Linked DNA regions of Mus musculus: regions 1 and 2 are each linked to region 3. Evidence: chromatin contacts called from public HiChIP or PLAC-seq and promoter capture Hi-C data. All regions are on one chromosome and are shown on one strand. Each heading gives the region's core, a stretch centred on a gene start, on an enhancer-like site or on the middle of the called end of the contact. The rest is flanking DNA. Distances are from core to core; before and after follow the strand shown. Region 1 holds the start of Eif4ebp2 (eukaryotic translation initiation factor 4E binding protein 2). Region 2 holds the start of Ranbp2 (RAN binding protein 2). Region 3 holds the start of Psap (prosaposin).

What was found. HiChIP or PLAC-seq counts read pairs in DNA pulled down with a chosen protein or histone mark. Capture Hi-C pulls out chosen DNA fragments and counts their contacts.
Region 1: a contact with region 3 is called in a promoter capture Hi-C map of adipose tissue, with 2.7 times the contacts expected there. The contact joins the promoter of Eif4ebp2 here to the promoter of Psap in region 3. A contact is called at or near these places in 3 of 39 promoter capture datasets (the C10 cell line, hippocampal neurons and liver), 1 of 115 datasets of contacts at active chromatin or transcription factors (astrocytes) and 1 of 9 other capture datasets (adipose tissue).
Region 2: an H3K27ac HiChIP or PLAC-seq map of thymic regulatory T cells shows a contact between it and region 3, with 6 times the contacts expected there. The contact joins the promoter of Ranbp2 here to the promoter of Psap in region 3.

Annotation. Positions count from the first base shown.
Region 1 is chr10:61,450,152-61,454,446 of GRCm38.p6, reverse strand. It overlaps Eif4ebp2 (eukaryotic translation initiation factor 4E binding protein 2), which reads left to right and starts at 1,778. Exons shown (of 3, transcript NM_010124.2): 1 at 1,778-2,045. The coding sequence starts at 1,901.
Region 2 is chr10:58,444,615-58,449,337 of GRCm38.p6, reverse strand. Ranbp2 (RAN binding protein 2) reads right to left here and starts at 2,486. Exons shown (of 29, transcript NM_011240.3): 1 at 2,287-2,486. The coding sequence starts at 2,358.
Region 3 is chr10:60,275,362-60,279,853 of GRCm38.p6, reverse strand. Psap (prosaposin) reads right to left here and starts at 2,226. Exons shown (of 15, transcript NM_011179.3): 1 at 2,072-2,226. The coding sequence starts at 2,111.

The DNA.
Region 1 (4,295 bases), core at 529-3,028, 1.2 Mb before region 3:
TAGTTTTTCAGACAGTCTCTTGTATCCCTGGCTGGCCTCAAACTAGTTGTGAAGCTTAGGTGAACCTTACACTCCTAACCATCCTGCTATTTTTTTTTTTTTTTTTGAGACAGGGTTTCTCTGTGTAGCCCTGGCTGTCCTGGAACTCACTCTGTAGACCAGGCTGGCCTCGAACTCAGAAATCCACCTGCCTCAGCCTCCCGAGTGCTGGGACTAAAGGCGTGCGCCACCATGCCCGGCTTATCCTGCTATTTCTTGTAGTGCTTTGTCTACATATATGTAAATGCATCATGTTACATCATGTTACATCTCTGCCTGGTGTTGCAGAGATCAGAAGATAAGGTAGGTCAGATTCCCTGAACTGGAGTTATGGGTGCTTCTGAGCCACTACAAGTGTGCTAGGTACTAAACTCTGGTCCTCTCGGTGCTCTGCAACAGCAACAAGCGCTCTTAACTACTGAGCCCTTCCTCAGAGTCATTGATGGTTAAACCCTTAGTTCATCGTGTACGCATTGCTTTCCTTTAATAATGAGCAATTAAAATTATACTTCTTAAAATAACTTTGATTAGCTGGGTGTGGTGGTGCACGACTTTAATCCCAGCACTCAGGAGGCAGAAGCAGGTGGATTTCTGAGTTCGAGGCTAGCCTGGTCTACAAAGTGAGCTCCAGGACAGCCAGGATATACAGAGAAACCCTGTCTCGAAAAACCAACCAACGAAACAAACAAACAAACAAACAAACAAAAACTTTGATTACATTTATTTATTTATGGGCAGGCAGATGGGTGCTCATGGACTAGTGGAGAAGTCAGAGGATAACTTGGGAGAGTCGGTCTCCCCTTTCACCTTGTGGCTTCTGGGTGGTGGAACTCAGGTCTGCAGGCTTGGTGACAAATGCCTTTCTTTACCTGCTGAGCCATCTTGTGGGCTCCCAGAGTTATAATTTTTTAAAAAGATTTATTTATTTATTTTATGTATATGAGTACGCTGTAGCTGTCTTCAGACACATCAGAAGAGGGCATCGGATCCCATTACAGATAGTTGTGAGCCACCATGTGGTTGCTGATTTGAACTCAGGATCTCTAGAAGACAGTGCTCTTAACCACTGAGCCATCCCTCCAGCCCGAGTTATACTTTTAATGGTTAGATATAGATGGGAATATGAAGTAAGCCCTAAGAAAGTACTGTTAGTCCACACTTACACACCACAAACAATTACACACACACACACACACACACACACACACACACACACACACACACACACACACACACACACACACACACACACACACACACACACACACACACACACACACACACACACACACACACACACACACACACACACACACACACACCCCGCTTCCCCCCCCTCCCGCGTGCCTTAATCACCTACACTCAGCTTCACTGGGAGTCTATTATGTTCCTCTGAACTCAGCCCCGCCCCTCAAAGTCCCGCCCACCCTAAGGCTCCACCCTTCAACACTTCCTTTTTCCCGGATTTCCGGGTTCACCCTCTGCCTCTAGCCTTCGGCTGCCTCAGTCACGCCCCCAGCTACCCGCCCACTCGCCTCAGACACGCCCTCCAACGTCACGTCCGGCTTCCATATTGTCCCTCCCTCTACTACCCCTTGCTCCCGCCTTCGACCGCTTCCGGTAGTCATCGTTGCCGCTGCTGCCGCTGCTGCTCCTGCTGCTGCTGAGGCTGCAGGCGGAGGCCGGAGGACCGGGCGGCGGCGGCGGCGGCGGCAGCGGGAGCGGTATCGCAGCGGGACGACCGGGCGAGAGCAGGCGAGTTGAGAGCCGAGCGTGAGGAGCCAGAGCCGCCCGGCCCCGCCGCCGCCGCCGCCGCCGCCGCCGCCGCTGCTGCACAAAGCCTCGAGCCCGCGTCGGAGCCATGTCCGCGTCGGCCGGTGGTAGCCACCAGCCCAGCCAGAGCCGCGCCATCCCCACGCGCACCGTGGCTATCAGCGACGCCGCGCAGCTACCTCAGGACTACTGCACCACGCCCGGGGGGACGCTGTTCTCCACAACGCCGGGAGGTGAGCCGCGCCCGGCCTGCCCGCCATCACGGCTGGCGCGTGGCACTGCATGCTCGACCAACAGCTTCCTCCCCGCTGCCCGTACGGTGTGCTGCAGACCGTGCATTCTGCGCAGCGGGGCTTGCCTCTGGAGCTGTCCTACGGGCTTTGGGGAGAGGGAAGTCGGGGAGACGGACCTGGCGCGGAAGCCTAAGATGACTGGTCTGGCTGCGCCGAGAGTTCCGAGACGAGGCTGGCATGCACTCTGCATGCCTCGCCCAGTGTTAGCCTCCTTTGACAGCATTGTTTACTTTGTTAGAGGAGTCATCAAAGGTTGGGGGAGCCCCAGCTCCCACAAGTGGGACGTGTAAAATAGCTCCTTTGGTATCCAAGAAGTTGTTGGCTTTGGTAGAGGCGCTGTCAGGTTTCAGATCAGGGCTTTCGAAGAGCGGTTTTAAAGGTGCTTTGTCAAACAGCACACACTAGTCGGGTTAGGTTGCTTGATCCTAGGGAAAGGGCTTGTAGAAAAAAGCGATGCAAAGGGAGGTTCCTGAAGTTGCTTTTCAAAAGATGGCCGGGATCCGTTTACTATCACTGGAGAAGAGGTAAATAAAGTATGTTGAATTGGTCACGAGAGGAGGAAGCGCAAAGGTTGTTTGTCTCTTTTCTGGGCTGTTCTCTAAGAGGGAGGAGCCTGGAAGGGGTTCTTCCGGTGCCTTCATGAAGGGAACTGGCTTTCTGTCCCTAATCTCAGAACTTTGCCTTCTTTTGGTGACCCCGGGGGCTGGGCTTCAGCTAGAGGGTGAAGATTTGGTTAGCAGCCCTTACAGTCTATAGATCGCTGATCATGAGACAGGACTCCTAACCAATCACTTAAAAGTGGGCCTGGCCATCCTGGAATCTTGTGCAATTGGAAGGCACAGAGTAAGGGGACCTTGCCAACACCAAGAGACAGCAGTCCAGAAGGCTGTGTGTGGTAGTTAGGGCTGTGACCCTACTACTCCAGAAAGACGGGGTAGGAGAATGGCAGTTTAAGGCTAGCCCTGGCAATATAATGAGTTCCAAGGCCAGGCAGTGGTGGCACACACCTTTAATCCCAGCACTTGGGAGGCAGAGGCAGGCGGATTTGGAGTTCAGCCTGGTCTACAGAGGAGTTTCAGGACAGCCAGGGCTATACTGAGAAACCCTGTCTCAAAAAAAAAAAAAAAAAAAAAAAAAGAGTTCCAAGACAGCCTGTGCTACAGTGTCACACCCTGTCTCAAAAAAACAAACAAAAAAACCAACCAAACAAGGAAGGGGGCAAAAAAAAAAAAAAAAAAAAAAAATCAAAGCAAACATCTAGGAGAAAAGTTGGCAGAGGATCCAGCCAGGCCGGTCCAGAAAAGGGATGGCAGAAAGGCATAAATGTCCGGAAAGACCTTCCAAATGACCCAGGCAGGAGGGAAGCTGCACTCCTTAGAGAGAGCCAGGTTTAAGGAAAGACAGTGGAGATCTGGTGAGAGGGTAGTGGTTTAAGTTGCTGAAGACAGCTTTGTTTATTTTTGTTTTTCAAGATGGTTTCTCTGTGTATCCCTGGCTGTCCTGAAACTCACTCTCTAGACCAGGCTGGCCTTGAACTCAGAAATCTGCCTGCCTCTGCCTCCCGAGTGCTGGGATTAAAGGCGTGAGCCACCACTGCCTGGCTGAAGACAGCTTCCTTATATGGTCTTTTCCTTCTCTCTTCCTTTCCTCTTGCTTTTCTTGAAACAGTTTTTTTTTCTCCATATGGTCCACACTACCTTGGACCCAAACCCATGATCTTGGACTATTAGCCTTGCCAGTGCTGGGATTTATTGGTGTGTGTTATCTGGTGTAACAAAAGTCGGGAAAGCTCTTAGTCAGCCCTGGATGGAATTGTCTCCACTTGAACAGATAACTTTTAGGAAACAGATTAGTGGCCAGCACTGGTCAGGCAGAGGCAGGATGATCTCTGGGAGTTGAAGGCTGGCCCATTGTACAAAGTGAGCTCCAGGGGCCCAGGACAGCCAAGGCGACATAGTAAGAGCATGTCTGTCCATCTGTCTGTCTCTCTCTCTATATATATACATACATACACACACACACACACACACACACACACATTTCTAAGGTGATCTGTAATTAACTCCAGAGGTCTTTGTGATATTGATGAGTAAAATGCCCATGCTTCTAGCAGCTCAGAGCACACATGACAGTAACAGGTGCATTTAGCCCTGCCCTACTTGGGGAAGAAGCAATTTTTTTTTTTAAGAT
Region 2 (4,723 bases), core at 1,237-3,736, 1.8 Mb after region 3:
GGTCCTGAGTTCAATTCCCAGCAACCACATGGTGGCTCACAACCATCTGTAATAGAATCTGATGCCCTCTTCTGGTGTGCCTGAAAACAGTTACAGTGTACTCATATAAATACAAATAAAACCTTTAAAAGAAAAGATTAATAGTAGTAATAATAATAAGGAATTAATAAGGAATAATTCTCCCAACACCTGCTACAACATGGATGACCTTAAAAATATACTAACAGGACAAATATAAGATTCTACAAATGAAAAATAAAAAATAACCAAATTCATAAATAGAAAAAGAGGTCACCAGGAACACAGAAAAGAAGGGCCTGTGGCATTATTTCTTAATAGAACGCGTTTAGCATCATCTTTTTTAAAAATACAAAAAAAATTGGAAATAAGAATTATGACTGAGCTGGACATGATGGCGTACACGTTTAATCCCAGCACTTGGGAGGCAGAGGCAGAGGCAGGCGGCGGATTTCTGAGTTTGAGGCCAGCCTGGTCTACAAAATGAGTTCCAGGACAGCCAGAGCTATACAGAGAAACCCTGTCCAAAAAGAAAAAAAAAAAAAAAAATTGAACAATGGAACTAGTTAAAACAAAAAATGTCTTATAGTTGTCATACTATCCAAATCAATATAACCAACCCAACCAACCTTCGATAAATATTAAAAAAAAAATAGTAGCAGGATGTGGTGGCACACACCTTCAATCCCAGAACTTGGGAAGAAGAGGCAGGTGGATCTCTGTGAGTTTGAGGCCAGCCTGATCTACACAGTGAGTTCCAGAACATAATAGAAACTCTGTCTCAAAACAAAGAAAAACAACTCAAAAGTCATATTTGAATATGTAGAGACTTTGAAATGGTTCCTAACATAATTTAACAACCATTTACACATTTACATACAATTAATACAATAGTATTAGATACTTTAGTATGCTTTATCTGAAATGCTTGGCATTTTTAGATTTCAGGGTCTTGTTTTTTTAGATTTTTAAATATCTTCAAGCATGTTAGATATCCTGGTAACAAATCCTAAATCTAATATAAACACATTTATCTAAAATGTACACCTTATAGACAGAAACCCAAAAGCACTTTCATATAACTCTTGTACCATGGCATTCTGATTTTGATCCATCAGAGGAAACTGGGTGTAAAATTTCCCACTTTGGGCATACCAGCACTAAATGAACTTGAGACTTTTAAAATCGCTTTGGGGGAGGGGTTGTAGATTTGCTGGACTGGATTATTTAACCTGCAGAAGCCATCTAAAGAAGAGACTTTAAGTAACAACAACAACAACAACAAAAATTATGCCATTTGACTTGTATGTTCATGAACTTTGGTTTATATAGATGACCATAAAACCCTCAGAGACAGAATGTAAAATATATATATATATATATATATATATATATATATATATACACAACTGAATTGGGCGTTTGTAAACAAAAATTGAAGCCCTCTGACTCTTTGTATCTCAAAGTCTGCCCTAAATGTTAACACGAATCATCCTCGGTAACACTAAATAACACTAACAAGGTCAAAATGCCGTTTACTGATGAAGAGTCTATACTGTACCAAGTTAGTTTACCAATGGTAGAACTTGATTGTTCAACACACCCCTCCCCCGCCCAAAAAATAACTGACTGTAGAGCCTCTGTACATCTCTCTCCACCGGCCAACACTCTTTAAGAACCCAAAATAAACACAACGTTAATGATCTTAAACACACACACACACACACACACACACAAAACACGTTGCGAAATAACGTTAGAAATGTTAAGGTATTGCAACTACCGCCTAGAAGGAATTCCGACTAGCAGCCTCCAAAAGGGGTTTGGGGAAGCGGGGCACAGCACTAGAAGACTTAAATTATGGGCCTTCCGTGTCGTTTATGCTGACGCGCCCTTCCTTCCCGCCCTGCTTCGTCCGTGGAGCCACCCACACAACCGTGCAAGCCCACCGCCGCGCGGTGTCAGCCTCCCCCCGAGACACGGCAGCCGTGACAGGGCCTAGCTATCCGGGAGACCGACGACGCCGGGCGGGCGGGCGGGCGAACCCCGCAGAGCGCCCCACGACGGCCTACGGAGCGGAGGCCGAAGAAGCCAGGCCCGAGTGGGCCCGCGGATAGCCATGAAGAGGAAACGCTGGCGGCCGCAGTCCCCACGCCTCCGGTGCTCAGCAGCGCCACGCCGCCCGCGACCGCCTCCACTCCAGCGGGGAGCCGAGGCCGCCGGGAGCCATGACACCGGCGCCACCGCCACCGGACCAGACCCGCTTACCTCTCGGGGCGACGGGGCGGAGCCCTGCACCGAGGCGATGTACCGCTCCACGTCGGCCTTGCTACGCCTCATCGCGCCGCGGACCAGGCTCCCCAGGAGCGGCAGACCAGCCCTGGGGCCTACAGCGACTGCGGGCTCCAGGAGGTGAGCGCCGAACACCGGTGACGCAGCTCCGTCGCGAACGGATGGGCACAGGGCGTGCGGCGCGCGTCATCACTGTGCGCCGCGCTGCGGCCTGGAGCGCCTGCTCGCTGTCACCCCGCCACGCCCGCGCTCCAGACCACGTGACCGTTTCGCAAACGATCGAGACGAACTCCCTTTCCCCGGGAAAGGCTTTATAGATTTCACTGGTGCTACGTCACAAAGCGGACCTAAAATGGCAGTGCCCTAATAAATCCGACCTTTTCGGGTGCTGCATCTGGTCAACACTTGATTTCCTTCTAAAGAGACAAACGTCGTCATTGCCTCCGGTTTCAGCAGAATAAAGGTTAATATTGGTTGAACAGTGTCTTTATGCTTAGATAAATCGGAGTGGAAATATTAGCGTTACGTGATGAGATGCACCTCACGGGGTAGTTGACGGTTAGGGGCAGAGGAGGAAGTGGTGGCTTTCCTGGCAAACAGAAACAGGCTTCACGAGGTTTTAAGAAATGATGACTTTAGGTTTCTGTTTGGGTAAGAATCGAGGCGGCCGTTAGGACGCTGTCAGCAACAATTGCCTTCAGGGGCCTGTTTTGTGACTTAACAATGAGCAGAACAGATTATATTAGAATATTAAAAGTAATAATCTCTTCGTGCTAGAGAGATGGCTCCGCAGTTAAGAGTGCTTGTTGGTCCTCTGAAGGACCGAAGTTCAGTTCTCAGCAGCCGGTTCCAGGGCATCTATCTAAATCCGGGTTCTGACCCCCGTAGAACCCACACACACACGTCCTCATGTACACACACACACACACACACACACAAAGTTTTAAGTAATAGTCTCAAGATTGTGAATAAACTGTCGTAAACGACAACTGCTGAAAAGAACCTTTGTCTGCAAAGACTGATCAAAACCGCAGTGGAGAGGTTAGAGTGGTGCAGTTCCAGATGTTAAATACCTTATTGTCAGATACAAAGGGTACCCCACCCATCCCCCAAAAATGCCACTGACTCCAAAATTGGATCTAACTTAGACTCAGTCTGGACTGTGGAGGATTTCTAGTGGTTAGGAAAAGCCTGCATTCCTTAGTAACTTGTGAAACTGTTTCCTATCTACCAAAGGAGTAATTTCCCTTACCTCTGGCAGAAATGGATTTACAGCTCTGCGCTAGCCCCCAGGCTCCCCAGTCCATACTTACAAGTACTTGTTATACAATTCAAAGCCCCCTTGCCAGCATCCTGGCTCTTTGCTTCCCTCCTCCCCAGATACATATTCCCCCATCTCCCTTCTCTCAGCTTTTCCTGAGAGAGACAACCTTTGTTGTTTGGAATAAACTTTACCTTGTCTACCCAAAGAGTGGCCGTTTCAGTCTCTTTACTGTGCCCCTTGCCCTTGCATACACTTACCTTGGACTAGGTTAGTCCCAGAACAGCATCTTGCTCACCTCTGTGTCAGAACTAACATTCTGTAAACTATAGATTAAAAATCATTGGAATCTATTAACTTAGCAGACTACCAGCTTCTACCAGCAAACAGCCCAAAATGTCAGCAGTGTCATAGGACTATAAAAAGCTTCTCCGCCTTACTGTTACTACATCTCTCATATATCAGGATATATGTTAAGCTTACCTTTATTTATATGACTTTCTTTATTCTATAAAACTTTTTCATGTTGGGTGATGGGGCTTGAGGTAACCTAAATCTGTGTTCCCAGGCTGTGTGCTTTATAAACACAGTATGATGTGGCAGGAGAGGGTGTCTTAGTGAGCCCATGTTGAGGGGTCCCGCTGAGGTGTCAACCATAGGACAGTCCTAGTATATAAAAGGAAGTTTACTTGAGGCCTGGAAGGGAGCAGAGTCTGGAGAAGAGAATAAAGTCAGAGAAAAGAAGAAGACAGTGAAGGACAGAAAAAGAAAGAGAGGAAGAGAGAAAGAAGGGAAGAGACAGGCCGGGGACATGTAGGAAGAGAGAGCATAGATGGAGAGAAAGAGGAAATAAAGAGAGGAGAGAGAGAGAGAGAGAGAGAGAGAGAGAGAGAGAGAGAGAGAGAGAGAGAGAGAGAAGCTTGAACATTCCTTACATGCCTGACTCCTGGCTTGTACCTGGCCATTGCCAGGTAACTGTTGGATGAAGCCTAGAAGATATGCTAACATTCCTCCATTTTGGTTTAATTGAAAAGAGAAATTAGAGATGATGGTGGGTCAGGAGTAGGATGTCATATTCTTTAGCTACTTCCTGCTGACTCTGGGGCAATGGGTGAGTGTACTGGCTAGTTTTGTGTCAACCTGACACAAGCT
Region 3 (4,492 bases), core at 977-3,476:
TGCTGCACAGAGGCCAACCTGCCTAGGGTACAAGCAGGAACCTGTCTTTAAAAAAAAAAAAAAAAAAAAAAAAAAAAAAAAAAGAGCACTACCTTTTGCTAAACAGGATTAACTTGGCAGGTGAAACTGGGGGTTCCTGTTGCTGTTTATAACTTAAGCAGGCTAGGCTACAAACTCATGTGCTAAAACATCTCAAGAGAACACACTGCCTCAGAGTGCACAGACCTCAGTCAGAGGTTAGCCACGGCCCCAATGACAGCAGCCCTGCCGTCTCAGCCTCATGGAGAGCATCTGCCCCATGCCGGCAGCACCTTGCCACCTCTCTAAGCTCGGCTGGCCAACTCTGACCCACTTGTTCCCACTGGAGCAATCCCCCAACTGCATGTCCTGGCACTGCACTAAGATATGGCACTTCGTTTCCTGCAAGCAGGCAAGACTCAGCATGGAGTCGGGGGGCTACCACTGCAGGCAGCAAATGATGTCCCCTGCTGGTTAGGCTTGTGTGTGTGTGTGTGTGTGTGTGTGTGTGTGTGGTGGGGTGCACGCACATCTACATTTGTTTCTGGAGATCAAAAGAAAACCCACCGGAGTCAGAGCTCTCCCTCTACCATGGGGCCTGAAAATGGGCAGAGGTTAAACTGGCCTTTCATTCTTTTGGCATTCTTTGTTTTCTGTCTAGGTGGGAAAGGCAGTCAGGCTGGAGGGCTGGAGAGTAACCAAAACCAAGTGTCTGTACCTCCAGGGCTTTGTGAAGACTAGACGGGACCTGGAACATTCTAAGCACCCAGAACATCATTAAAAGGCAAGCTATGAGTGGCACCCTGAACTACAGTAGTGCCACACTGAGCCCATAAGTCCTAAGAGCCTCAGGGAGCACACGTGGTTTGCAGTCATCATAGACAACCAACAACTCAATGGTGGACAGTCAAGACAAGCTACCATTCTTCAGTATGACCTTGACGTGAGGCACAGAGCCTGGAGTTTTAGACCAAGGCCATCAGGGTCCTCCCATCTACCTAAGAAGGAAGAAGGAACCCAGTTAACTAGACTGGCAGTCAAATGAACTACATGTGTATTAGAAATAATTTTTCCAAGGAAACAGGTAAGGGGTATAGTGTGACTCAGTAGAGGATGTTCGTTTACCGTGTGTTACGATCCAAGTTCAATGGCCCATACTACAGAGAGAGAGAAAAAGAAGTCTGGTTTTGGTGGTGTGGGTGAATCAGAACTCACGAGTTATGTATGACACAGAGCAAGCAGGACCAAGTGCGTTTCTTTTCATTTTTCTTGCACAAAAAAAAAAAAAAAAAAAATCTCATACACAGTCCAGACTAGCCTTGAGCTTTCTGTGTAGCACAGGCTGACCTCAAATTCAAAATCCTCCTACCTATGCCTTCCAAGTGTGAGTCCCCTGGCGCTGCCTTGCCAACCTGCAGTGCTTTTAAGAAAAATCATTTTAGAAACACTTGCTATAAAATAAAGGCTGGCCAATGGCTTTGCCAGATCAAACAAAAAAATTAAGAGTTCCAATGCAATCGGGACTACACAATTCCCTCCAAGACCTACTACGCTCCTGAGTTCACACAGAAGCCAAAAAAATCACCCCCCGGCCCGGGGCAGACACAAAGACGCTTCCTGCAACTCCCATACGAGTGCAGTCTGGGACAGAGGTCACGGGCCGACCTGACCTGCAGGATGGGGCTTCAAGGCCATGTCTATCACCTACACCAGGATAGAGTCAACACAGCGACGGAAGAGGTCATCGAGTGACCTCTCCCAACCTCCATCCCAGGGAGAACCGCAGTCACCCGCAAGGCCTTGCACAAGGCCTGCACACACAGGACAAGACGTCTCTCCCACCTCCCAGTGGTCCCCCAGTGCAGAGAATCTGGAACAGGTCCCCCTCCGCCACCAGCCCCGATCTGCGCCTGCGCACAGCGAGGCCTGCCTAAGCGCGCCCCGGGAAGCGAGCGGAGGGCGAGGCCGGTACCGCAGGACTGCCCGGTTCCCGGGACCCAGGGGACGCTATAGCGTTCTTCTCTACCAGACCAGGGGACCCTTCTAAGCTCACCGGTGGCCAGAAGGCTGGCGAAGAGGGCGAGGGCGTACATGGCGCCGCTTCACTTCGCAGGCTGCAATGCAGAACGTCAGCTGACCAGACGAATATAAATCTACCCCCCAACCTCGCCGCAGACGCCAGTGCGCAGGCGCGGGCCCCGCCCAAACTGGGCGCAGCTTGACTCAGCGTCGCGCAGCGCGCCTGCGGGGAGGGAGGGTGCGAAGAGGAGCAGGCTGAAAACGCCCAGGGAAGGTGGCGGGAAGGCGCGGGTGGTGGTAATAAAAGAAAACCATATCTGGTGATTAAATCAAGGTCAGGCGCCGAACGGTATCTAACGCCTCTCTTTACCTTTGCAATGTGAGGAATCCAGCCCAGGGCTGGTACCAAGCCCTGAACTGCATCTTGTGCTCCCCCACCCCACCCCACCCCTGAGCCCCAGCATCTTTTAAGTATTACTATTTGTTTTTGAGATGCCGAGTCACTATGGCCTTGCTGGTCGACAATTCAGTGTCGCAGCAGACCTGGAACTCTCAACCTTCTGCCTCAACCCCTTGGAGAATGGTTGGGGGTTGGGGGGCGGGAGCAGGGATTTTTGTTTGCAGTCGCCGGTATTGAACCCAAGGCATTATACTTGATATCAAGTGTTGTACCTCCAAGCTGCACACCACCATTCCCCCCACCCTCCCAGCTCACTCCTTACTTTATTTTTGAAAGAGGGTGTCACCAAATTCCCCAGAAAGTCTCTGAACATGTAATTCTTCTGCCTGACCCTTGTACAGTGGTAGTTAGGGGTTTTTTGTTTGGTTGGTTGGTTGGTTTGGTTTGGTTTGGTTTTTGGTTTTTCGAGACAGGGTTTCTCTGTGTAGCCCTGGCTGTCCTGGAACTCACTTTGTAGACCAGGCTGGTCTCGAACTCAGAAATCTGCCTGATTCTGCCTCCCGAGTGCTGCTGGGATTAAAGGTGTGTGCCACCACGCCTGGCGGTGATTAGTTTTTTTGGTTAGTTTTTTTGTTCGTTTGTTTGTTTGTTTGTTTTGGTTTTTCGAGACAGGGTTTCTCTGTATAGCCCTGGCTGTCCTGGAACTCACTTTGTAGACTAGGCTGGCCTCGAACTCAGAAATCTGTCTGCCTGCTGGGATTAAAGGCGTGGGCCACCACGCCCGGCTAGTGGTTAGTTTTTTAAGACAGGGTTTCCTGTAGCCCAAAGAGGCTGACAACTGGCTGTGCAGCTGAGGATTCGTGTATCTCAGGCAGTCCTCGAACTTCAGTCACTTCCAAATCCTGATCTGCCTGCCTGTGCTACCATACATGTTCTGTTTGGTTCTAGGAACCAAACCCAGGCCTTCAACTCATGTCGGGCAATGACTCTACCAACTGAGTGGCATCTCCAGCCCCCATTTATTGTGATTCGTGCCGTGCTAACAGATGAGACTCAAGCACAAACAGGTTACAGATTTGCCTACATCTTTACACTCAGGATTCAAATTCACAGGCTGCCATTCTGCAGTTGTCAATCAATACAAACTCAGAAAACGGCAAACGAGAGACGCCTTTATTTGTGATCTTGGGAACTGCAGACTGCAAGATAGACTCAGAGGTCTCTGAATCAGTGTTGGTGAGAAGGCAGGGAGAATGGAAGTCTGAGTGTGTAAGCAGAAAAAAAAGAGGAAAAAAAAAACAATAAAAATGTATTTTAGGCAACTTGTGTTGCTTGGAGAAAGAACAGATGCTGTGTAATAGACTCGTGACGGATGGAAGATAAAGACAAGCATGCATGCCCACGCTTCTAGTCCTAGCATGGGGGAGGCAGAGGCAGGAGGATCTCTAGGGCCCCTAAGCCACATAGTAAGACTCTGTCTCAAAAAAAAAAAAAAAAAAACAGTAAAATAACATTTCAAAAATTGGTTCTGGGGGCTGGAGAGATGGCTCAGTGGTTGAAGGCACCAAGTGCTCTTCCAGAGGTCCCAAGTTCAAATCTCAGCACCCACAGGACAGTTCACGACTTTCTGTAACTCCAGGATCTCTCACATAGACATGCATACAGACAACACACCAATGCACATAAAATAAAGGTAAATGTATTTTTAAAAATAAATAAATAAAATAAATTGGTTCTAGCCGGGTGTAGTGGCTCATGCCTTTAATCCCAGCACTTGGGAGGCAAAGGCAGGCAGATTTCTGAGTTCAAGGCCAGCCTGGTCTTCAAAGTTAGTTCCAGGACAGCCAGGGCTATACAGAGAAACCCTGCCTCGAAAAAACCAATAAATAAATAAACAACTTGGTTCTAGGTAGTGGGGGGTGGGGATTCCCTCAGTTGTTAAGAACACTTGATGCCTTTGCAGAGGACAACATTCAATTCCCAGCACCCACGGGGTCAGGGGGTGTCACAACCACCTTCAACTCCAACTCCAAGAAATGTGGCACCTCCTGGTAC